Linked DNA regions of Mus musculus: all the other regions are linked to region 4. The links are chromatin contacts, called in public promoter capture Hi-C maps. All regions are on one chromosome and are shown on one strand. The core of a region is the stretch at or near the end of the contact, and the rest is flanking DNA. Distances in the headings are between cores, read along the strand shown. Region 1 holds the start of Ppp1r26 (protein phosphatase 1, regulatory subunit 26). Region 2 holds the start of Nrarp (Notch-regulated ankyrin repeat protein). Region 3 holds the start of Ajm1 (apical junction component 1). Region 4 holds the start of Cacfd1 (calcium channel flower domain containing 1). Region 5 holds the start of Gfi1b (growth factor independent 1B). Region 6 holds the start of Paxx (non-homologous end joining factor). Region 7 holds the start of Rabl6 (RAB, member RAS oncogene family-like 6).

What was found. Promoter capture Hi-C pulls out the DNA fragments that hold promoters and counts their contacts.
Region 1: a contact with region 4 is called in a promoter capture Hi-C map of hippocampal neurons, with 4 times the contacts expected there. The contact joins the promoter of Ppp1r26 here to the promoter of Cacfd1 in region 4.
Region 2: a promoter capture Hi-C map of pre-B cells shows a contact between it and region 4, with 2.7 times the contacts expected there. The contact joins the promoter of Nrarp here to the promoter of Cacfd1 in region 4. A contact is called at or near these places in 1 of 39 promoter capture datasets (pre-B cells), 1 of 484 Hi-C or Micro-C datasets (CD8 T cells) and 1 of 115 datasets of contacts at active chromatin or transcription factors (pancreatic cancer cells).
Region 3: a contact with region 4 is called in a promoter capture Hi-C map of pre-B cells, with 4 times the contacts expected there. The contact joins the promoter of Ajm1 here to the promoter of Cacfd1 in region 4. A contact is called at or near these places in 3 of 39 promoter capture datasets (hippocampal neurons, liver and pre-B cells).
Region 5: a contact with region 4 is called in a promoter capture Hi-C map of pre-B cells, with 3 times the contacts expected there. The contact joins the promoter of Gfi1b here to the promoter of Cacfd1 in region 4. A contact is called at or near these places in 1 of 39 promoter capture datasets (pre-B cells) and 1 of 115 datasets of contacts at active chromatin or transcription factors (microglia).
Region 6: a contact with region 4 is called in a promoter capture Hi-C map of pre-B cells, with 4 times the contacts expected there. The contact joins the promoter of Paxx here to the promoter of Cacfd1 in region 4. A contact is called at or near these places in 1 of 39 promoter capture datasets (pre-B cells) and 1 of 115 datasets of contacts at active chromatin or transcription factors (pancreatic cancer cells).
Region 7: a promoter capture Hi-C map of hippocampal neurons shows a contact between it and region 4, with 4 times the contacts expected there. The contact joins the promoter of Rabl6 here to the promoter of Cacfd1 in region 4. A contact is called at or near these places in 2 of 39 promoter capture datasets (hippocampal neurons and liver), 1 of 484 Hi-C or Micro-C datasets (B cells) and 1 of 115 datasets of contacts at active chromatin or transcription factors (pancreatic cancer cells).

The regions. Positions count from the first base shown.
Region 1 is chr2:28,445,387-28,448,746 of GRCm38.p6, forward strand. Ppp1r26 (protein phosphatase 1, regulatory subunit 26) reads left to right here and starts at 1,460. Exons shown (of 4, transcript NM_001005420.2): 1 at 1,460-1,510; 2 at 2,499-2,596; 3 at 3,306-3,360.
Region 2 is chr2:25,179,005-25,182,516 of GRCm38.p6, forward strand. It overlaps Nrarp (Notch-regulated ankyrin repeat protein), which reads left to right and starts at 1,754. Exons shown (of 1, transcript NM_025980.2): 1 at 1,754-3,512. The coding sequence starts at 2,107. The coding sequence ends at 2,451.
Region 3 is chr2:25,578,780-25,581,883 of GRCm38.p6, forward strand. It overlaps Ajm1 (apical junction component 1), which reads right to left and starts at 1,320. Exons shown (of 1, transcript NM_001005424.2): 1 at 1-1,320. The coding sequence starts at 1,118.
Region 4 is chr2:27,008,550-27,011,609 of GRCm38.p6, forward strand. It overlaps Cacfd1 (calcium channel flower domain containing 1), which reads left to right and starts at 1,377. Exons shown (of 6, transcript NM_029862.4): 1 at 1,377-1,556. The coding sequence starts at 1,439. Adamts13 (a disintegrin-like and metallopeptidase (reprolysin type) with thrombospondin type 1 motif, 13) reads left to right here. Exons shown (of 29, transcript NM_001001322.2): 28 at 1-168; 29 at 707-1,076. The coding sequence ends at 898.
Region 5 is chr2:28,620,513-28,623,833 of GRCm38.p6, forward strand. It overlaps Gfi1b (growth factor independent 1B), which reads right to left and starts at 1,470. Exons shown (of 7, transcript NM_008114.3): 1 at 1,337-1,470. It overlaps Gm52548 (a long non-coding RNA gene), which reads left to right. Exons shown (of 2, transcript XR_003954006.1): 1 at 1-400; 2 at 741-1,691.
Region 6 is chr2:25,459,331-25,462,413 of GRCm38.p6, forward strand. It overlaps Paxx (non-homologous end joining factor), which reads right to left and starts at 1,764. Exons shown (of 7, transcript NM_153557.1): 1 at 1,457-1,764; 2 at 1,325-1,385; 3 at 1,115-1,164; 4 at 837-1,027; 5 at 679-744; 6 at 445-529; 7 at 158-371. The coding sequence starts at 1,581. The coding sequence ends at 332.
Region 7 is chr2:25,606,603-25,610,111 of GRCm38.p6, forward strand. Rabl6 (RAB, member RAS oncogene family-like 6) reads right to left here and starts at 1,879. Exons shown (of 15, transcript NM_001024616.2): 1 at 1,511-1,879. The coding sequence starts at 1,640. It overlaps Ccdc183 (coiled-coil domain containing 183), which reads right to left. Exons shown (of 14, transcript NM_029859.1): 11 at 3,023-3,191; 12 at 2,829-2,939; 13 at 2,658-2,754; 14 at 2,027-2,191. The coding sequence ends at 2,073. Fcnaos (a long non-coding RNA gene) reads left to right here and starts at 2,728. Exons shown (of 8, transcript XR_003954003.1): 1 at 2,728-2,867.

The DNA of each region.
Region 1 (3,360 bases), core at 210-2,709, 1.4 Mb after region 4:
TGTGGGTCAAGATGTAAGCTCTCGGCTATCGCTCCAGCACCATGCCTGCCTGTCTGCTGCCATGCTCCCTGCCATGGTGGAATGAACTCACCCTTTGAAACCGTAAGCTTAATAAACTCTTTCTTCTATAAGTTGCCTTGGTCATGGTGTCTCTTCACAGCAGTAGAAAATAACCAAACAGTCCTCATCTCTGAAGGGCACCTGCCAAGTGTCAGCACCTCGCATCTCTCCCAAGCAGACTACTGTCTTCTAGGCATTAGACCAGGAGACATACACAGAGTGGCTTCAGGGACACCCAAAGGTGTTTCTCACAACACTAAAAGCATTCCAAAATAGGCCTACAGCTACATCTTGGTGATGGTATTATTGGTTGTGTAATTCTCTCTAAATGTTCATAATATTACTTCATAGTGACAAAAACTCAGGCCAGGTGTGATGGCACTTGCCTTTAATCCCAACACTCTGAAGACAGAGGCGAGTGGATCTGTGTAAGTTTGAGGTCAGGCTCATTTATATAACAAGTCTCTAGGGGTTTCTCCTGTCAGATCCCTGGCACTCTCTAATCATTTCCTCTGCCTTATCAGACAGGGTGAGTGCCTAGGGCCGGGGGTGAGCCTGGCTTGTTCCCTGACATGATCAATACAGAATCTCCAGACATGTCTAAAAAGTAAAAGAAAACTAGGGAGATTTCCGACATCACATACAGTGTGCCACAGAGCCAAGAAATTCCACTGTATAATCCTGACCGCGTTGGCGGAAGCTAGTCCTATCCCACCTGTTCCTAAGACCACTGGTGTGAATGTGGAGCAAGGTCACCCTGCATGACTCCTGTTGCTTAGTTCTCCTCAGCCTCAGGGTTCCTATCTTTAAGCACACTCTAAGATCTGGCTAAAGTGGGGAGAGGGGGCATTGTGCATAGACATATAGAAGCGTTCTACAATGTAAAGGGACTTGGGTAGCCCAGAAGGCCCCGCGGTGTCCAGAGCAGGCAAACTAAGCACAATCTTGAGCTGGGTGCAAACTGCAGGCAAGGAAGCACACCTTTGCTGTGTTTGAGGATAGGAAGGGCAACTGTGAGCAGATGCCAGGCACGCGGGGGCCACTGGATCTGGACCAAAAAGAAGGTATGTGCGAGGGTCCGGCCGCCCTCCTTCTCTTCACGGCCACGCCTCTCGCCGTGGCCAACTTGCCGACGCGCGCGACCTCCTGAACCCCTGGGCTGCGCACGCTCTCGGCGCCCGGAGCTGCGCCAGGCCCCGGGTGGGAGGACAAGGAGGGTCCCCGCGCAGGCTCCGAGTCCCGCGGGCGCCGCGGCCGTTTCCAAGCTGCCCCATGCGCTCCTCCCGCGCGCCGTGCGTGTCCGAGCGCGGGCGCTCGCAGTGCAGGTGGGCGCGCTCTCGCGGGCGGGGGTCCGGCCGGGCCGCGCGCCTCCCCCGGAACTCGGCCGTGCCATTCCCATGATGCCCAGCCACCGGGCACGGCTTCCGGAGCGCGGTCGCCGCCGCCGCGGGTAGGTGGCGGGAGAGACGGCCCGGGGTGGGGGGTGGGGGTCGCCCCGCCCCTCGCCGCGCCGGCCCCGCCCTCCTTTCCCGCGCTCCCACGGCGCGCCGGGCCCCTGAGTCCCCGCGGGACTCCGCGGTGGCTGCGGGCGCCCGACCGAGGGAGGGCGGGGCGGGAGTGTCCGTGCTTCCCCGCTCTCCGGGCCCGGCGCCTCCCGGGACGCGGGGCGCAGGGCGGGCAGCTGGGCTGGCTTCGTGGTGCAGGCCGCGGCGTGCAGGGTCCGGATCGGGTTGGTGGCTGAGGCTGGTGTTATCACGGGAGAGGGTCCCGGCCCCCGGGAGGCGCCTCTCGCGGATGCCTGGCGCTTGTTGCGCCCTGCGTTCCTCGAGAGCCAGCGGGCGCCGGGCGGGCCCAGGTGTGGCTCAGGTGAGGGGCGGGCTCCCGGTCACTGAGGCCGGCCTGGCCTTCAAGGCTGCCTTCTCGACCTGCCACGAACAGCTTCGAGACTCCCGGATTCCCTAAGCCTGGGATCCCAGAAAATTACTCGGGGGGGATGGATGGATGGGGGCACAGACCAGCCGGAGGCCCTGCCACTGACTGGAGAAGGGTTGGCATTAACCTGCTGAAGACCAGACTGCGGCTCCCTCTCAGACAGTGAGAAGAGCAGTCAGTACTCAGGCAGCAGGGGGATCTGTCTCCCCTTGCTTCCAGCACTGTGCACAGGGATTGGCAGTCACAACAATTTTTCTGGGGGCCGAATCTTGTCAGCACCTCTGGCTCCTAAGGACCAAATCTTACCCACACCCACTTTAAGTTGGAGTACAGGGCCCTCTACATCATAAGTTAAGTGCAGAGTCCATGCTGGGGGGGGGGGGGCAGAGAGGGGTGATGATTGTACCCACAACCACCCTGGAAACCTGATTCCCAGAGCCTCCAGTTTAAAGCCCCAATTCTGGCTTCAGCTCACATTTCTAACTGTGAAGTTCATGGTTCTCCAGAGTGACAGCTCCCAAGATTGACCAGGTAGCTGGACCAACAACCATTAAGACTGTCAGAGGAGCTCAGTTCTGGGTCCATCGTTATAAGCTGTGAGCAGGTGAGTGGAAATAAACTGATTTATTCCCTCGGCTCTGCACCTGCTGTCATGTTAAGATATTAATGTTACTCACCCCATCCCACCCTGCCCTGCCCCAACGGGGAAAGCACTTTTTGTTGTGTTTACTTTGGTGGGTTGAGACAGCATCAAGTAGCCCAGATACTGTCTTTGAACTAGATAAGGAACCAGTACTAGCCTTGAACTCCTGATCCTCTGGCCTTCACCTGAGATTAAGGCATGCATACCCCACCACACCCTACTCGATTCAGACCCTTCACAGTTAAGCCCTGCAAATGTTACGTGATTTCTATAGTATTGCAGTTTGAACACCACCTACAGCAAAGAAGCGGTAGGTCCTCCAGCCAGTGAAAGCAGTTACTCTTCCCTTTAGTTCCCACTGCCTTGTGCCTGTGGGGAGTCTCAGGAAAGCAAAGTGATTGTTGAGGATGGCCAGGATGTGAGCTCGGGTAGCTGGTAGAGGAAAGCACCCTCCATCCTGCGGCTCTCACTAGAGGGGAGGCAAATCAGCCACAGTTAGTGTAGTTGGTGTCAGGGCAAGTTTTTCCTCAACTTGTCAAGCCTTTCTTTACATTAAGGACATATCATAACAGAAAAAATATTTATAAGCCATGATCAGTTTCTAAATTAGATGTTACTGATGATAATCCTGGTAGTAAATGCTGGTTTATTTATTTGTTTATTTATTTAGACAGTTTGGTCTCACTAGAGACCCCTGGCTAAGCCAGGAACTCACTATGCATAGA
Region 2 (3,512 bases), core at 504-3,003, 1.8 Mb before region 4:
TTCCAAGCCCTATGCAAACGCATGAAACCATGGGCCAGCCAGGAATCAGATCCTGTCCTCTTATGCTCCCAGAACTCCCGTTTCTCCCTGCCCACTTTGTTTTGGGTTAGTGTTCTGTGACACAGCCTGCATTGGGGCATCAGTCAGAACCCCCAACTGCACCTCAGTCTACCTGCACGGTGGAGAGAACCATAAGGGTTCCTCTCAAGATCTTGGAACAGTAGCCAAGCAGTGGTAGCGCACGCCTTTAATCCCAGCACTTGGGAGGCAGAGGCAGGCGGACTTCTGAGTTCGAGGCCAGCCTGGTCTACAGAGTGAGTTCCAGGAAAGCCAGGGCTATACAGAGCAACCCTGTCTCGAAAAAAAAAAAAAAAAAACTCTCTGAACAATGAGGTATAAGGTGTGGCTAGGGGACCAAATAGGCAGAACCCAATAGACCAAGGATCCCAAGAAGACTAGAGAGCTTTCCAAGCTGAATACACATGAGATTCAGGTTCTCAGGTTAGCAGAAAAGGAGTGTGACCCTTAAACAAGTTGGCCCGACGGGCGGACATCTGGTGGTCACAGTGGTGGTGGGGGGGGGGTTGCCTACTTTCTCCATTCAATTTAGCTATGGTCCCTCCCCGTGAACATAGTAAGGTTGGGGACATGCCCCGGTGAATATGATACAGTTCTGAGTCTGGGGCAGGAACATCCACCAAAGGAGCGTCCCCAGATGGAGCCTGGCTGGGTGGGCTGCCCAGCTGAGGCTTACAGTTGCCTGCTTGGAATTCCCAGTTAGCTTCAGAAGAAATCAAGCCCTGACGTGCCCTGCCTCCTGCTCTGCAAGTCTTAAGATCATTCCTCCTTAATTTCCAGCAACCACAGCGAAGCTATAAGCCGTAAAACATAATGAGGAAATGTGGAGCCTTGCCTTCCCAGCCAGCGCCAGCACCTCCTGCCTCACTCACGGTCAGTTGTTAAGGGTGGTCAATAAAACGTGGGGCTTATGGCTTGGAAATGAGTCATTTCAGAACTCCCTCAAAGGGCAGTGCTGTTGGTCTCACGAGCCAGCCCTGTGTCTTATATGCTGACACTAAGTAAAGGAAACACATAAGGAGGAGTAGTGACAGACTGGCCACCGAGAAAGAGAGAGAGACAGAGAGAGAGGCAGAGAGAGAGAGATAGACAGAGAGAGACAGAGACAGAGGGGGGAGCGAGCGAGCGAGCGAGCCTGTGCCAGCCTGCCAAAGGAACCCCTACCTACACTGTGGGTAGCTTAGGGGCATGGAGCTCCCTCCATCAGTATGGAGGAGCCAAATGCAATTGCTGCTCAAGCTTCCCCGTAAATTACACTTGAGTAGAAAGGACCAGAGTGATGGAGGACTATACAACCGAGCAGTTCGTGAAATTGCCACCTGTGAACGCCAGGTCCAGGCCTGGGAGTGGCTGCGCAAGGAACTCGCAACTCCCGACATCTATGAAGGAAGAAGAAAACTGCCGAAGGAGCTTATACACCGGAGCAACCAGACCCAGGATCCCGCAGTGGTGCTGGAAAACCCCCGAGGCCTTCTGACCACCCTGGCCAGACCAGACTAGTGCTGGTCAGACCAGCGCCCTCTATCCTGGAGGGAGCTGCAGCACGACCCCGCCTCCGCCCCGCCCCCACGTGGGCACCACCCAATCGAAAGAGCCCTGGTGTGCGCGTCAAGAGCGTCTATTGTTATGCAAATATAAGAACCGTAAAAGACGGCGAGAAGCGGCGGGCGAATTAGAACTATTTTGCAAAGGGACGCGGGTGGAGTTCAGCTGGAGCGAAGCCTAACCTCGAAGGGACCACGACTGCGAGTGTCGCGGCCTCCGGCTGCCCCAGGTTCTGCGAACCAGCACCCAGCCCTGTCGCCCGCCCGCTTGGGCGCGGCTGGATGCAGCAGGGGTCCCGCGCCAGCGGCCCTCGGCCCCGAACGCCCGGAGTGCGCAGGGGCGGCGTGCGGGGCCCGAGGGCGCAGCGCCCTCCATGCGCCGAGGCGTACCTCGAGACACGCCCCGAGACAGCCCGGGGCCCGCACTGCAGCCGCCGCCCGCGCTAAGCCGGGGCGCGGCTCGCAGCCCTAGCTCTGCGGCAACATGAGCCAAGCCGAGCTGTCCACCTGCTCGGCGCCACAGACGCAGCGCATCTTCCAGGAAGCGGTGCGCAAGGGCAACACGCAGGAGCTGCAGTCGCTGCTGCAGAACATGACTAACTGCGAATTCAACGTGAACTCGTTCGGGCCGGAGGGCCAGACAGCACTACACCAGTCAGTCATCGACGGCAACCTGGAGCTGGTGAAGCTGTTGGTCAAGTTCGGAGCCGACATCCGCCTAGCTAACCGCGACGGCTGGAGCGCGCTACACATCGCCGCTTTCGGGGGCCACCAGGACATCGTGCTCTATCTCATCACCAAGGCCAAGTACGCGGCCAGCGGCCGGTGATAGCCACCCGGACTCCGGCCCCTGGCCCCCACCCGCGTCGTCTCTGCTGTACCTTCCCGCCAACTACCTCGGTGTGCGCCAGGTTTGCTGGTCCGCGTGGAAATCGGGCTAAGTCTCTACGTCCGCGGCCACGACCAAAGTAGCGCATCCGTGGACCCCAGGGTTCGGCTCTCCGCAAAAGAGCGCCTCCCCTTGGCAGTCCTCTGAGCCCCGCGGGGCCCCAGAGCCTTCCCACGGCCCCGACCGCCTAGAGGGTGGGGGCGGGGCGCAGGCTCCAGTCCGTTTTGAAATTTGAGTCTCACACCGGGAGACTTCGGAATCCCGAGATACCGGATCCTCCGCTTGAAATGTTTTCTCCGGAAGGTGAAAGGCGCGGGCGGACTCGCGCTCCAGCCGCCGCTCGTGAGACCCGGCCGCTCACAGTGCGGCGCCCGCCGCTGGCAGCCGCCAAACAACCATTACCGGGCTCCACCATCTGCGCGCCCTCGCACTTAGGAAGGGAAGGGGACGCTCCGGGTTCCTGATGTCCTCAACTATTTATCACGTGTGTGTATATTTGTGGGTGAAGTTTGTGCGCCTGAGTTTTTTGTTTGGAAATATTGTGCGTGGTTATGGGAGAAAGATGCATTTTTTTTCCTTTAAAACTAAAAACTTGAGTCTACCATTTTTTGGTTGCACTGAAAATACCGCCTAGCCCTATGGTTTTCCCATTGCTAGCCCCTCCCCCACCGAGTCCCTAATCTTCCACACCTCATTCCTCTTTTCCTCTCCCTGGATTCTGAGTTTAGAGAGCCTAGGATCTGTCTCCCTTTCCCCTCCCGTGAGAGGCCACCATTCCCCACACAGGCTGGTTTAGCAAAGTTCCAAAGGGCTCTTGAAGCCCGCGTGGCTGGGACGTGGGGATTCTGAGAGCATGGTACCCTTCCTAGTGACTTCTATTATAGTTAATAGTCGGTTGCACACTTTTTTAAAAAAGTAAATGAATTTGCCACGATTAAATGTCATAACATTTATGACAGAATATAAAATATTAACATATTTTAAGCCAAGTTTTAGGTGTA
Region 3 (3,104 bases), core at 70-2,569, 1.4 Mb before region 4:
GTGCGGGCTCCAGGGTGCGCCCGGGGCTCTTCTGGGACATACCGGGGAACGAAAGGCATACCGTAGGCTCGAGTTGTCTCCCCGTAGTAGGAGCGGGAGGGGGGCTCCTGGATCGGGAAGGTGCGTACTTCGCCAGCATAGTAGCTGCCCCCACGCCTTGGACTGGGTCTAGGGGGTTCTTCGGACAAGTAGGGCCTGGAACAGTAGCCATCAAAGGGAAGGCCGGGGCTTGTGGTAAAGCTGCCTGCGTAGCCCTCTGGCTCCTCGGTGTAGAAGAATTGGGTGGGACCTGGAGGCGTTGTGAAGGGTTGACTGCGGTGCTCCAAGTAGTCCCGGGGCCCAGGCAGTGGCCCGTCACAGTACAGAGTTCTGGGGTCAGTACAGTACAAGTCACTGGGGGTAGGAGTGCGTGACAGGGCCACGTGGCGAGGGCCGGGAACTGTGAGGCCATGGAACTGTGGAGCTGTGCGAGCCCAGGACGTCGTCTCTCTAGGTGCGCAAGATCGCGAGCTTCGGGCGGCGTGCTGCAGCACTGCCTCGTCCGGCTTGATGTCCAAACGGCAGCGGACATGGGGGACAGGTCCAGAGGGTGGTTCCGGTGGTGCGCAGCGGCCTGGGGTGGCGCATAGAGGCGCGATGCGTCCGGGGCCTCCCCGCTGTGGCTGGAGCTTGATGGGGTGCAGCTCATTAGCGAGAGCTCTCAGCGCAGGATACGAGGGCTCCCGGCGCGGCGACCCCTCCACCCGCACTGCACGCTGGGCTTCCCGACCTCTGCGTTGCAGTACGGGCGGCGAAGCTGGAGCAGTCGCCAGGCCTTGGGACGCACGGGGCGCGCTCTTGGAACGGGTGCGGCGCCGAGGCTCGCTGTCTCTGGGTCGGGCGCGCGGTGGCGCAGGTTCAGGAGGTGGCGGCTCTGGGTGTGTCTCCATGGTGGGCTCGTCCAGTGCCTCTAAGAAGTCAAAACTACGGCAGTGGCGCTTGTTGAAAGGCGTGGGCGCAGCAGGCCGGGCCACGGATCGCTCACATGGCTGGCGTTTGGACGTGAGCCCTGGGTCCACCACCTTGATGTCCTGGTACACGGTCGACACCAGCAAGTCCGGCGGGTCCGTGCGGGTCATCTTAAAAGACGTCCCCAGGCTGGCAGCTCCAGTCACACGGCCTTTCGGGGATTTTGCCCTGGGAGGAGATACCGGTCAGGGCAGCCTCCTCTGCACCCCAAGCCCTTTACCCCACCCCACCCCACGTGCTGGTCCGGCTTACCTGGGGCATAGGGGATGGTGCAGCCTTGGCTGCAGGTCATGGTCAAGGCTTCTGGTGCTGCCTCCATGCCTATGTTAGATGTACCTGCAGGAGAAAGCTCACAGTCCATGCGACCTGTGGGGTAGATGGGCCAGGAGAATTTAGGCTACTGTGGACCTTCTTTGTAGAGGGAACTCCTGAGTTAAACCTGCCAGGCATTCTCTCCCCCTACTAGGGTCGGTTGGGCAGGCTTAGGTAGATCAAAGCGGGACGTGATCTCAGCACTACTGCCCTCTGGTGCCTACAGTTGGAACGATGCACTTTTAGATTTCCTTACAGGTAGACCCTCTGATAATGCAGAGTCCCAGGTGAGTCAATGAATGGTTCCTGCCTGCCGACTAGGCTGGGCAGAGAACTCTTCTCCTAGCACTCAAGTCCTTTTTAACTAAGCGTAAGTCCCCTCAACTCGATGAGGTCCTAGGCAGAGGAATGATCCCAGAGTTTTCTTGGGTCTCAAATCCCTCTTCCTTTTGCATAAATCTTGGACCCCAGTTGCTTGAATGAAACCCACCAAGCTTGCTGGAACAGAGAAGGCTACAGCAAGACTCTCCTGCTTTGCAGAATTGCACATGGACCCTTCCCCCACCCCCAGTGTGTGCTAAAGCCAGGTTTAGGCTACAGAACCACGTGGGGCCATGTGAGCCACGAGTTCATGGTGTCCTTCCTCTAAGCTGAAAACTACCACTAGTGTACCAAGCCAGGAGGCTGCTAGCTAGGAGGAGGCAGAGGAGAGGGCGGGAAAGCCCCTCCCCAGGACAGAGTCCTTCCCACTCTGGCTTTGGAAAGCTCCATGGAAACGTGTGGTTGTTCATCCCTGGAGCTATGGGCTGAAAACGATCTAGGCTAATGTTCAGATGTGGGCCACCAGTGTCTGTGGTCTCCAGGGCCTGGAGCTGGCTAGAGAAAGAGGGTTTAAGAAGGCGATCACACACACACACACACACACACACACACACACCCTCCCCCCATAATGCACCTACTCCCAGGACATCTGCTCCAGAGGAAGTTGAGAGTGTGTTGGGGCCTGGCAGGACTTGTAAGTGGATGGGCCTTTCGGGTCTCTAGTCCAGGTGTACAAGGGGCTGTTAGAGGGGTGCTCTTTGGAGTCAGAGCTACTAAGTACCAAGGCTTGTTCCAAACCCAGGTTCATGCCGACCCTATTAAGACCCCTTTCATTCTAAACTCAGTGCCAGGTCAGAGTTTGGGTGAGATGACAGGGTCTGAGGCTCCGCCCCAGGAAGGTGACAGTCGGCTTTGCTGGCTGCAGCTGTCAGGAGCAGTGCACTGTGACACACGCTCCCTTTGGGATGGGGTTGGGGCTTGCTCTTGTATCCTAGGTATTTTGAAGGCCCTTCCCAAATAGCAGTCCTGCTTTGGCCCGTCCTGGAGCAGCCATCAGCAAGAACCTAGTCTGCGTTGCTTGGGGGCGGGGACTCCTCATCCTTCCGTGCAGCCCCCTCCCGTGCCAACAGCTCCACATGCTGGGCAGTTTGGCTTGGCCTCTTACCTGGTGATTACTCCACGAGCCGAGCCCGAGTAGTCTGCATAGCCCAGGTCGGTCCCAGTGTGTACCTGGCCCCGCTATAAATATATATATATATATACATACACCCGGTACCAGCAGAAGCTTGGAGGCAGCAGCTGTGATCCTGGCCTGGCGGCTCAGTACTGCCCCTAGTGGCTACCAATAGAATAGCACTTAAAGGGGCCGCGTTATAAGGTAGGTGTATACTGGGACCACAGACGACCTAGCTCTCATTTTAGGCGGTGTAGAGTGAAGGGTAATGTATAGCATCCCCAAAGCA
Region 4 (3,060 bases), core at 127-2,626:
TTTGGACCTCGGGGTGAAATTGTGAGTCCCTCACTGAGCCCAGACGGGAGGAAGGCAGGGACCTGCAGGGTCTTCATCAGTGTGGCTCCACAGGCCCGCATTGCCATCCGCGCCCTGGCCAGTGATATGGGCACTGCTTCTGAGGGGACCAATGCCAACTATGTCTCGGTGAGGCCACGAGGATGGGGACAAAAAGGGGGTAATCTTTTGATACGATTCTGGAGAGCTGTCTCTAGGAAGGAGGGAGGGAGTGTTGGCATTAGGGAACACTTTTAGCTTATTTTTCATCCAAAACTTCAAAATTATTGGAAAGAATGGGAAGGAGGGTTTCTGCCACTCACTCACTCACCAGGGAATGCTTGTGGCTCTACCCACAAGAAGGAAGAGAGAAGGCCTTCCCTGGGAGTCCATTGCCTGTTGACCCAGCGTGGAAGCATCGTGTTTGTGTCTGGTGTTTTGTTTGTTTTCAGAAGAGCATAGGTAGGGTTGCGATTCAGTATGCTCTACAAGGCACCAGAGCACCTCAGACTTAGTCTTGAGCAGGATCCTAGCTCTTGTACCTGGTTGTGTGTTCTGGGGAGTTTCTTGGGTAGAACCGAGTGTCCCTCATGTGGGCTCCTTTAAGAAACAAAAATGACTCTGAGTAGCCAGGAGTTTATAAATAATGATCACTCATGGCCTGTTCTGGCTACTTGCTTCTCCACAGATCAGGGACATCCACAGTCTGAGGACCACAACATTTTGGGGGCAGCAGGTGCTCTACTGGGAGTCCGAAGGCAGCGAGGCTGAACTGGAGTTTAGCCCTGGCTTCCTGGAGGCACATGCCAGTCTCCAGGGCGAGTATTGGACCATCTCACCTAGGACATCGGAACAGGACGACAGCCTGGCTCTGTCCTAGGTTTCTCTCCAACAGCCGGGGAGTATGCAACTTTAGCCTCTTTAGAAGTTCTAATGCCTGCTAGCCTTAGGGAACCTCTTTTAGTGACCTTTTCCAGGTGCAGAAGGGCTGGGACTGGGAGGTGGAGATCAGAAAAACAGTCCCAGCCCCCAGTGGTTAATAAAGGATACAGGATACCAGACTGGAGTTTTCCTCCCATAACCTGCCGCCCATTACAAGCCTAGCTCGAAAGCTCATTCTACTGCAAGGCGGAGTTCCTTGGAGGTCTGAACAAGGCCTTTGCCACTTCTGGATGACGTCTTCCAATCTTGCAAAGAGGAAAGGCCAGACCGGATCCAGCGCACCTGCTGGGTGGCAAAGGGCGTCTGACAGTCTGTAAACACGCCCCTTATGCTATACTCCATTTCCTCCCGCCCTCCCCCCGCCCCCCGGCTATGGCCTGCGGGCCCGCCCCTATGCTAATCACCACCTCTCCCACAAGGCCGCGCGCGGGTGGACACGTCTCTTTGTGCGCGCCTGGGGCTGCGCGCAGCGTTTAGCATGAGCGGCTCGGGCGCCGCCGGAGCGGCCGCGGGCCCAGCCCCGCCGGCACAGGAAGAGGGCATGACTTGGTGGTACCGCTGGCTGTGCCGCCTGGCGGGAGTGCTAGGAGCGGTGTGTGAGTATCGGGTCCAGGGAGCGGGCGTCCCCGGGGTTGCCATGGCTCCCGGCCTCAGGCCTGCAGTCCACCGCCGGAACTCGATGGCTTACTGCCCAGTTGTTGCGGCCCTGATCAGAGGAAATGAGACTCACAGAGGACGCGCGTCTGCCCCTTCCCGGCCCTGCCTCGGCCTGGTGATGCTTACCTGGGCTGGGGTGGGACTGCCAAGTTCCCAGCCTTTGGACAAAACTTGTTCATAAATGGGGGGCAGCTCTCCACAGGCTGGGAAGTTTGCTTGGGGGTCAGATGGTGCCAGGAGAAGAGTGGCCCCTCAGGGTGGCTGGGCAGTGATCGGAGTTCTCCTCGGGTTCCTACTGTCCACACTCTCCTAATGCTTCTCGTCGGCCTAGTATCCTCCACACCAGCAAGCTTTCTCTGCTCTTGTAAAGAGGAAGGCAGGTCCGCCTCTTCAGTGCAGCTATGTTGCTGGCCTTCCAAACAGTGTGTTTGCTAAATCCTGGGTGTCCCTTTCATTGTGAATTCCTAGAAGTCCAGGTGAGTGCTGGGAAGGCCCGAGGATCCATTGCCTACCTGGTACCAGAGCAGGAACTGTGTGGGTAGGGGAAGACTCATCCGTTTTCCTGTCTGGAGGAATACCTTGGAGCCCCATCTGTCCAGACGATCTTGCTAGTCAGATGGATAGGGTAGAGTTAGGTATGTGCTGCCCTGGTAAGGCAGCTCTGGAAGAAGTCTGCTGAGGTTGATCAAATCCTCTTCAGTGCAGTTAGCTAGTTCAAGGTGGTATTAAGGGGTGAGGGACAAGGAAGGGCCTGACCATGACCTGTAGGCGGCTATCCTCCCTCCGTCATGGTGATTCAGTCAGTGACCAGGTGATTTCTAGATTAGATTGACTTTGGAAATCCCACCCAGTCCCATACTTCCTGTGGGTACCTGTGCTACTCCCGAAGGCCTCCCTAATCCTCCTGCCGAGCCAAGCTATCAGTGAAACCTTACTGGAGACCTGTGGCCGTAGCTTAAATTGTTCCCTGAACCTGATCATTGGGATCAGGGGGGTGGACATCAAGGTTTTGAATACTGGCATATCATAGGAGGGAAGGATATCGTGTATTTGCTTTAAAAACTCAATAGGGGTTTGGCAGGAGCTATGGCTTAGCCGGTCACTTTGACATAGGGCTATCCTCTCTTGGAATGGAGGATATTCTAAGGGGCTTATTATTTATTGGAGGGATTTATTCTGGTCCCAAAGACCTCTGTAGACAGAGGAAGAAAGGATTATAGGGACATCTCCTTTATATGGAAGACATGAGCATTATTAGCACCCCAAGTGAGTGGATGTATTTGAGTCCTTGGTTGTCAAAGGACTCCTGTTCGTCTGAGTTGCGACCTGGTCCTCCCAAAGGTGGCTCTGTAGGACAGCATGGTGGAGTAGCTCTGTAGATGGAATGCTGAGGACAGGAGTGCAGGCCTTTCAGGTGAGACCAGGCCTAGCTCCACACAGGCA
Region 5 (3,321 bases), core at 220-2,719, 1.6 Mb after region 4:
ATTAAGTTTTTGTTTGTTCATTTGTTTGTTGTTTGGTTGATTTTTTTTTTGTTGTTGTTGTTGTTGTTTTTTTACTATGTAGTGAGAAAGGAGAGAAGGAAGGAGTCGGGACCAGAGTGTACGTCCCATGCCCATGCCGAAGAACACCACGTAACTCAAAAGCAAAAAAAAAAAAAAAAAAAAAGGTCAGTTCTATGGACTTGTTTTACCACAATGGAAACAAAACTGGGCAAACAGCCCCCACACTCCCCACGGCCGGCTGGGACTGACACCAGAAAGGATTCAATGCAAACGCCTTCAGACGGAGGAGTCTCCTGCTATTTCTGCCTGCGAGCAGGCTCTGTGCCCCGGTGAAGGGAGACCTGGGACCTGCACCCACCTTTTTGAAGTTCTGGGAATGGTGAGCACCACTGGGGCGATTCCATCAGACCTAAATCATCCAGAGCCACCCAACTCCCCGAGGGACTTTCTACAGGTTGACCCCCAAATCAAAATGTTACCCCTCTCCTGATGGAGGGCTTTGCAGACTTGGAAGAGCACAGGTGGATAGGCACAGCTCTGCCAGTACCCAGGCTGTCCAACTCCACAGCTAGGGTGACTTGGCTTTCCCCACAGTAGTCTCATAAAAATGCTGGCTTTCCCAGGACCCAGTCACAGACCACAGCATCCATCCGTGGGCATCTCTGCAATGAGCCCTGTTTTCTAAGAAAACCACAACTCAAACTCACCTTTTCCTCTAGGTGAGAAGAGCTACAGATGCTCAAGGAGCCAAGAGCCTTTGGCAGTGCCTCCCCTCCATCATCCTGTGGTCTGCCTCACCTTGTCATTTCCCTTCAGTAAATTCCCAAGGAAAGGGTGTCTGACTCCCCTCCCCGGTGCTTCCAGGAACTTTTGAGAGGGTCATCAGAGCTACCAATCCCTTCTGAGATCCTGGCACAGGGCAGCTCTAGCCCAGGGGGACACCAATTTGGGCTCCTCTGGTGCCCCTAGAAAAGTGCTCTGTGTGTGTGTGTGTGTGTGTGTGTGTGTGTGTGTGTGTGTGTGTGTGTGAAGGGGGGGATTGACTTTGTGTATCTGGGTGAAGCCTAGCCCCCTACAATGAAGTTTCACAGAATTCGCAGGAGGAAAGCTCGGTGTTTGCGCTATCTTGGGGTATCGGGACTGGTCCATGTTCCTTCCTTCTTCTCTCCCCTGGTGATGAGCACTGCATCCAGAAGAGAGACTACCACAGTATTCTTCCTCTCACCTTAAAGGGAAGCAGACACCCTCCCTGCCTTGGGCACCCAGGACGAACTTTTCAGCGGAGCCCAGCCAGCACGGGTCTGGCAGCACTCACCGTCAGGGAGCTGTCCCTCTTCTGAGTTCTGCCCGAGAGCCACGAACCTCCACACTGTCCCTGGGGACTGCTCTCGGCTCGGTCAACGTTATGAGTCTCTGCACAGACAGACACTTCTCCTTTTCGTTTCTGTGTTTCCCGCCCCCCTTCTGTTCCCCTCCCTGATTTTCAATCTGATTATTTGTGTCAAAATCTGGCGGCTGCAGCGTCAGCCAATGACCAGAGCGCGAAAGTGCAGCCACATTTGCTTATCAAAACTTCACAGAAGCTTCTAACCCACTGGAAATTTCTCCAGAAACTTTCAGTAGCATTTGGGTGAAAGAGAGTGGCTAACTTATTAAAATGTAAAAGTCTAGCATTGACTTACAGTCCCTCATCCTTGCTTTAGATTTTATTTCTTTCCCTTCCTTCTTTCCCTCCCTTCCCCCTCTTCCCCTTTTCTCTTCTTTCCCCATCCATCTTCCTTTTCTTCCCCCTCTCCTTCCTCTCCTCCTCCTCTCTCCTCTTTTTCTCCCTTCTTCCTCTTGCTTCTCCTCTCCTAGATTCCACCATCACACACTTTCTCGCTGAGGCATTAGAGGGGCCCCTGTGTTTAAAGCTCTTGGATCCTGGGCCAGTACAGATCACTCTTAACCAACAGGATTCTGTCTCCCACTGAGCTCATTCTTAAAAAAAAAAAAAAATGGAGTTTCCCCCAGACAACCACAGACCAGCAGAACCACAAATAGACAGAGTAGAAGAACAACAAAAAAAGCAAGGTAGTGAATTTGGGGGCCTTGGAACCTGTACCTGGCAAAGTTCAAGTACAGATTGAATACCCAAGTACCACGGCCGGCGTGTGCTGCCATCTAGTGGCAGCATGAGAGACAGAGAGGTCAATGGGGGCCCCTCTGGGTACCCAGGCCAGCGCAGGGCATTTCACCCCATTTGAGCAGAGCCCCATTCCCTGGTCCCCACTTTCTTTTCCCTGCTCTGCCCCTTGGCCTCCTCCCGTTTGGGGATGACTGATTTATTCCAGGAAGTTTTGCATACAGAGAGAACTCCACCAAACAGCACTGTTAGCTGATTTGCATGCTCTTGCAGCCAGGACTGGAGAGATTACATTTCCCCCATAAAGAAAACAAACACGGGACAGGAAGCCCCGATTGAAACTGCAAGTCCAATGTTCAAAGTGTAGAGAAAAGAGATGTTTCGTTTGAGGCCTTTCTGCTGAGGGGGCTAACCCTGTGGCAGCGGCCGGAGGTCACAACAGACTCCCCAAGGGGACACAGGTCCAGACTGGTGGCCACAGATAGGAGACAGCTACACCCAGCCCTTGTTCTCTCTCTCTCTCTCTCTCTCTCTCTCTCTCTTTCGAGACAGGGTTTCTCTGTGTAGCCTTGATTGTCCTGGAACTCCCTCTATAGAACAGGCTGGCCTCGAACTCAGAAATTCGCCTGCCTCTACCTCCCAAGTGCTGGGATTAAAGGTGTGCGCCACCACACCCAGCCTTGTTCTCTCTTTATAAAACGTCTTGAGTATTCTTTGGGTGGTACACGTTACCAGCCAGCACTCGGTGAGAACTGAGTCACTATGCAGAAAACTTAATAGACCATACGTGGGACATTTTTAAACTGTTCCCTGACAGGGACCAGCCCTCATTTCTTGTCACATACACTTACACTTGACTGTCTTTCCTGCTGAGCCATGTCTCATTCAAATCCTCCTCTGTGGACATCTTTAATGGTTTTACACCCACTTCCCTCCCCATAACCTTCCCAAAGCTTTGGCTTTCTAAATGCACAATTGTTAGGCTGAGCTCTGGCCTCAAGCTGCTGTGTAGCACAACCAGTTCAACGGTGGCTCTGAAGCTGGCGCCACAGGGGGTGAGGCTCTGCCACTGAAGGATCCCAGGCCCGGGTGTCTTTTAGGCTAAGACTCCCACATTTTGTCCTTGGCATGACCAGGACACAGCCCCTTCATGCCAGGACCCCCACTTGGCATGA
Region 6 (3,083 bases), core at 514-3,013, 1.5 Mb before region 4:
TGAGAAAGCTCTGCTGCCTGCCTTAAGACCTAGGCGGGAGAGCCTCCTGGATGCCGAGAGCCTGATGCATCTGTTTGCCTCCCAGGGCTCCACAGTACACCAGAGGGGTCTTCTCGTGCCCCCTCCCCAAGGCCAATCTTCACAACTCAAGTCTGGCCTAGCATCTCTCCCCGAGGGAGCAGTTTATTTGACGGAGAAGGGATGAGAGGCACCTTTGCCCAACAGCAGGACCACAGGGGAAGTGAAGCAAGGGGTGTCTCTGATTAGGGGGTCCTAGATCTCCCCTTTCCTTGCAGGCAGGCTCCTGGCCAAGTAACAGGCTTTGCTGTCCTCAGGTCTCATCAAAGTCTACACCAGCAGCTGGTTTCTTACTAGAAGACAAGAGTATGTAAATACATAGAAGAAAAGGAAGGGACCAGGGCAGGGGAGACAGGTGGCAAGTACCTTTTGAAGCCAGGGTTAATGAGAGACTCCCCTGGACACCGTCTCCTGACCCCAGGCCCAGAGCTGCCTCTCTGGTGATCAAGTTCTGCCAGAAAATAGGATCAGGGAAATCTTGAACTCCAAAGAACCCTGGCCAGAACTCTGTCCACATGGAAAGATTCTCCCATGAGACATCTGGAGAGGCAGTTCCAGAGAAAGAGCAGCCCCAGCCCACATGCCAGGCCCACCCCTTACCTGGTAAGAACTGAGTGCCTGCTGGCTGGGTGTTCTTCTTGGGGCTAGTGATGGTCTCTTCTGCAGCTAAGAGAGAGTCGTGGCATCTCACTCAATGCCAGGAGGGTCTGCAAAAGCATGCCCCTGAGGGAAGGTACAGGTGCCCACACATACAGTACCTGCCAGCCGCCTCTCTAGGTTGCATACATGCTCTGCCAGGCTGAGAGTCAAAGCCTGCAGCCTGGGGGCTGCCTCCGGGCTGGGCACCTTGGAGAGGTCAAAGGCCAGGGCAGGGGTATCCCCTGAAAGGGTTATCAATGCTCTGTCTTCTTGCAGGCTTACAGTTACTGCCTGCTGTTGGCAGGCTGCCCTAAGGAGGGAGATGTGTGTTATGGCCAGGATGTGTTAGCACTACCCCAAGCTTCTCATTCACATGGCCTCCCTAACTGGAACTCACCTGAACCGGGAATGGATATCTTCAGCCCCACTTAGGCCAAATCGGGCTTTCTGCTGGGAACAAGGAATTGTCACTAACCCCGCCCAGGACCCTGGACCCACTGGACATTCCAAACTGCCCTACCCTGGAAATGCTATTAGAACCACTGCCACGGGGAGGGGGAGGGTGGCAAGCTACCAGCTGTCTCCTATCCCCAGCACTGTTACTCACGAGCCTCGCCAGGCTGTCAGGCGAGAAGCAGGTGCTCCAGAGCTCGGCGGCGTCCGTCACACTGGGTGGGAGGGGCTGTCAGGCACCGTGCCCGCTATGCTCCCGCACCCCACATCCCTAGACTCCACTCACTAGAGGTTGAAGTCGTCGCGGTCCCCGTCTCCACCACTATCCCGCTCGCAGTAGCACACCAGGCGGGGGGAGCCCGAACCCGGCGGCAGAATACAAAGCGGCAGCGACAACAACGGAGGAGCCATGACAGCAGGGCGGTCTCGCCGCAGGAGCCAAGTTAGATGTGGGCTGAGGGCGCCTGCGCAGAAGTACAAACTCGGTGACTCACAATCTAAGGTGTTCGCTCGGCGGCGGAACTTCTGGTTTCTGGAGGGACGGAAGGACGAGGCGATGGGCGGTACTCAAGGTTGACATTGTTTCCGGGTACCAGGCATTAAGTAAGAGGCTGACTAAAGGGCGGGGTTTAGCACGTGGGGCGGGGCGGGAAGCACTCGGAGGGCGGGGCTTAGCGCATTAGCTACTCAGTGCTATTCTGGGCTCTGTTCTTTGGCCCTTGCATCCAAACAGAGATCTACTATGGTCTCACTCCTTGTGCTCTTCCGCTTTTCTGGGTCCTTCTTAGCAACATATCTGCCGCTCTTCAATGCCGGTCTTCTTTCCTATCTATCCCCCAAGGGCTTGTACTGCAGGGCCTCCAAACTGTTGGTCACTTGTCCCTTCCTGTCACTTTAGATATAAACACATCTCTTTCTAAAGCTGAGTTGTAACAAACCAAAATACAAGAGTAAGTACAGTACATGTGGAAACGTTTGGAGATGCAGTTTTCTCCCGGGCAATACCCTCCCATTGTCTGAGTCACCACCCTCTGTGTGATACCTGTCAGCCCTGAGGACACCTTCACCAACAGGAGGTCTCTGGAACCTGAGATCTAATGGGAGAGATGACTAGTCCGACAGGACAGCACTCACACTGCAGCAAATGCTCATGAGAATCCACACAGGGCCTGCATAGTAGGGGCTGATGCCACCTGCAGAGAATGGAGCCCAGCAAAGGGTGTGCTCAGGAGGAGGCCTGATGGGAACAGAAGTCTTCCCAAGGCTGTGGAAGAGGGCTAGCATGAACCTATGAGAACCATGGTGAGAGTGGTTAGTAACTTGGTGAACTGTGCTAACATTTGAAAAGTGCCATCAGCCAAACATACTCAATTCCCACTTTCCTCTAGTTTTGCTCAACCCTGCTGAGGCTCCGGACTAGAGCCTTTGCGTGCATGGGTTTTTGCCTGTCTCCAGCCGGGTGTACTTACCTGTAGTTCTTTTGAAAGTGTCCTCTTGAGGATCCATGTAGAACATTTCACCTCTGCTCAAGTCTCCATCCCTCTCTCCCATGTCTTACTTTCCCTGCTTTTCACTGTGTACCGTACATCCTGGTTTTAGGAGTTTCTGGCTCAGCCTTGATGTCTGCCTGCATCTCCACCATTGTCTGACCCCCTCCTAGAAGCTGCATCTAAGGTCTTGCTTCTATTCTAGCCACTGGAATATGGCAGAAATGATGTCTGTCATTTCTCCCATCCCTACTGCATTGCTCACCACAGCACAAGGCAACCCAGGAAAACCTTTGATATTAAAGTATGGAGGCCTGCCTGTGCCAGAGCCAGAGCCAGAGCCAGAGCCAGAGCCAGAGCCAGAGCCAGAGCCAGAGCCAGAGCCAGAGCCAGAGCCAGAGTCAGAGCCAGAGCCCCAGAGCCAGA
Region 7 (3,509 bases), core at 629-3,128, 1.4 Mb before region 4:
GCCTGCGCAGGGCCAGGTCATCAGCTCAGTGCTGCTCTTTAGTATACTCTCTTTACTCTGGTGGCATAGTTCCCTCTTTTTGCTTCTGAAATTCAGACCACTCCCAGTGATCTATGGTTGTTAAAATTCTGGTTTTCTTTGAGTTTGTTCTTTTTTCCATTGCTTTTTTGAAACAGGGTCTCACTATGTAGCCCATGCTGTCCTGGATTCCATTAGGGTCCAAAAAGGACCCAGCTGCCCCTGCTTCCCAAGTGATGGGATTAAAGGCTCGTCCAGCTTTCCCTGCCTCAGTTATTCATTCTCCTGACATATTGCAAAAGATTGTTGTGCTGCCTTCCCGAGCCACCCAGACAGCATTCTGCAACAGACAATTCAAAATGTGGAGACTCTTACAAGAATCCCGAATCTGTATTTATTATATTGCAGGTTTGTTCCTTTAAGTAAGGCATCTTGGAAAATATGGAAGACTTCAGCTCTTCTAGACCCCTCCTCTTTAGAACCCCAGGGCGTGGGTCCAGTGGGTAGTAAGTTTAGAAAGCAAGAAGCTCCTAGTTCAGGCCTAATTTCTAGAATTGGGCTGCAAATTAATACTATATAAAAATAACGAAAGAATCCAAACATAGATTCCAAAGAACACAAACCACTGAATATTTGACTCAATTCTCTTCCTCAGTCAAGAGAAATACAAACTTCCAAGTTAACACACATACACTGTTTGCTTCTAAATTTGCACAAAAAATCCTCCTAGTAAGTTTCATAATGTTACATTATTACCTAAATATCACTGACCCTGTGAGGCACAGCTTACAGTGAACTGTGTGTATGTGCCAGTGCATGTATGTGTGCGCGCACGCGCTTCAAAAATGTTGCAGTATAGAAATAGTTTAGAAGTAAACAATATCAGACCACGACATTGCCCAAGAATCTTTTGATTGTTCAACCTGCAAATGGAAAAACTCTAAAGAGGTCAAGAGAACCGTGTGCTTCTCGCTGCACAACATACATAATTTATAACGAAGGGCAGAGCGGACTTTTCTTCTTGTGGGGTCAGGGATGCAGAGTTAAGAGCCTCTTGAAATTAAAAAAAAAAAAAAAGCATATCCCTTACAAAACAAAAAACAAAAAAACAAAATCAAGGCTCAAGGCCCACAGGCGACCGACTTTCAGGAGCCTCCGACTTTCAGGAGCCTCAAGTGAGAGCAGGCGCGGGGGGCGGAGAGGAGGCAGGCACACGCAGCCCCGCGCGCGCACCCTCGGGTTATGTAATGGTCTCTCTCCGCAGGGTACCCGCGCCAATCAGGGTCCTCCACCGCTGCTCCGCTAGTGTCGCCGCACAGCTGTTCTCTGGAGGTCTCCTGTCAGGTGATGTCCCTCAAGGAACGACCACTACTCAGAACCCAGGGACCCGTCCGCCCCTACCCTCTGATTCTTCCAGACCCTAGTAGGCTGGGTGGCCGCCCCGGGCCCTGCCAGCCGCCCCGGCCTGCCCGACGGCGCGGCCCGCACTCACTGTTATACTGAACCCCCTTAGCGAAGCGCCTCTGCAGCGCCTGGTTCATGGACTGCAGCCCGGCGGGGATGTTCTTGTCCCGGCCTGGGGCCTGCTCCGACCCCACCAGCTTCTTCAACGCGGAGAACATGTTCCTGCTGGACGTGCGAGCCGGGCTGGCCTGCGAGCTCAGCAGCGGCAGCAGCACAGCGCACCCCGCACCATGTCCGGCCGGCCCAGGCTTCCCCCGAGGCCGGAGCGGGCGCGGCCTCGAGCGAGGTTCTGGGGCCTCAGCCTCTGTGGCTCCGCTCCGGCTTCCACGGCCCTCGGCGCGGCAGCCAGGCACCCGTCAGCGCCGCCATCTTGGCGCCGGCGCGGCTACGGGACGCTAAAAGGGACACGTAGCCGCCGCATGCGCAGAGAGCGCACTAGGTCCCGCCCTTTTCTAGCATCTCCACCTCGCCGCCACCAACCCCCTCTGGTCCAACGATCAGCTTCCCGGTCCTCAAGAGTCCCGAGGTTTCTCCTTCCTCTAGTGTAGTTCTGGAAAAATGTTTATTTCTGTACTACAGCCCAGACAGGTTTACTTTTTCTTCTTTTTGGCTCCCTTGAGCTTCGCCTCGATCAGCTGTTGGGCCTGTTTCTTTATCTCCGCCCGCGAAGGGACGTAACTATGGTCCACATCCGCAAACTGGAAGGTTTCTGAACAGGCAAGAAAAGGAGTGGCTGCCACCCTCTTTCCAGAAGCCTCCCACCTCTACCTGTTGGCGTTTGCTGCCATAGGCCATCTCCTGCCGGGAGCTCATTTCAGACATGTATCAATGACTGGAGACCCCTGCCCTAAGTCACCTAAGGCCAGGTGCCAGACAACTAGGATTTGCCAAGATTATCCACACTAGCTGTCCTTATCCTTTCACCCCACCTTGCCTCTGTAGCAGAAATTCTTCTAAAAGTTCGGTCTGGGCTCCCTTCTGGCCCATCCCATGATATACGTCCCTTTTGTCTCAGAAAAAGAAACCTCTGTAACGTCTATCGATTAAAACCTTTCCCTTCAGCGCCCAGTCACCATGTATGCCATCTCTTGTCTTGAGTTCAGACCCTATCTAGTTGCAGCTATTGTTCTTGTCGTCCTTCTCCATCTTCCTGTGGCCGGCATGTAGAGCCTCACCTATCATGTCCTCCTCTGGGTCCTCAAAGGTAATTCTGGTATTATGTTTCTCTTTTAGAGTTGATGACTCCAAGGTGTCCCTCACCTTTGTGTCAACCTGCAGGGCAGCACCCATTATCATCTTGGAGAGCACATGGGCTTTGTGGGGACCCCTCCATGGCCCAGGGTTACCTCCTCATTTCTGGACAACGTTTGCATGCGCTCAGCCAGGTAGATAAGCTTTCCCTCACAATAATCCAGCTTGCCGTACACATCAAGAGTGTTAGAGACTGCTATTTCTTTCTGTGGGTCAGAGGAGCAGCTGGTTTTCCTGTGGTCCCACACAGGGACCCTGTACACAGCATCTCCTCCCCGGGGGCTGATACCTGGAAGGTTGGCAAGGTGATGCCGATGAGCCGGATGTAGAGGTTGTCAATACCTGTCTGGATGACCAGCAGCAGCTGCTGGCCCTTATTCATGTTGTTTTGGGCCTGCTTGAGTCTTGCTTCTTCCTCTTCTAGCATGTTCTTCATCTTCTTCTGGATAGAGTTAAAGCTATGGGGGAGGTAAGCACAGCAGTGAGGAGGAGGAGGGCACAGCAGTGAGGAGGAGAAGGAGGGCACAGCAGTGAGGAGGAGAAGGAGGGCACAGCAGTGAGGAGGAGGAGGAGGTGGGCACAGCAGTGAGGAGGAGGAGGTGGGCACAGCAGTGAGGGGGAGGTGGGCACAGCAGTGAGGAGGAGGAGGAGGTGGGCACAGCAGTGAGGAGGAGGAGGTGGGCACAGCAGTGAGGGGGAGGTGGGCACAGCAGTGAGGGGGAGGTGGGCACAGCAGTGAGGGGGAGGGTGGGCACAGCAGTGAGGAGGAGGAGGGC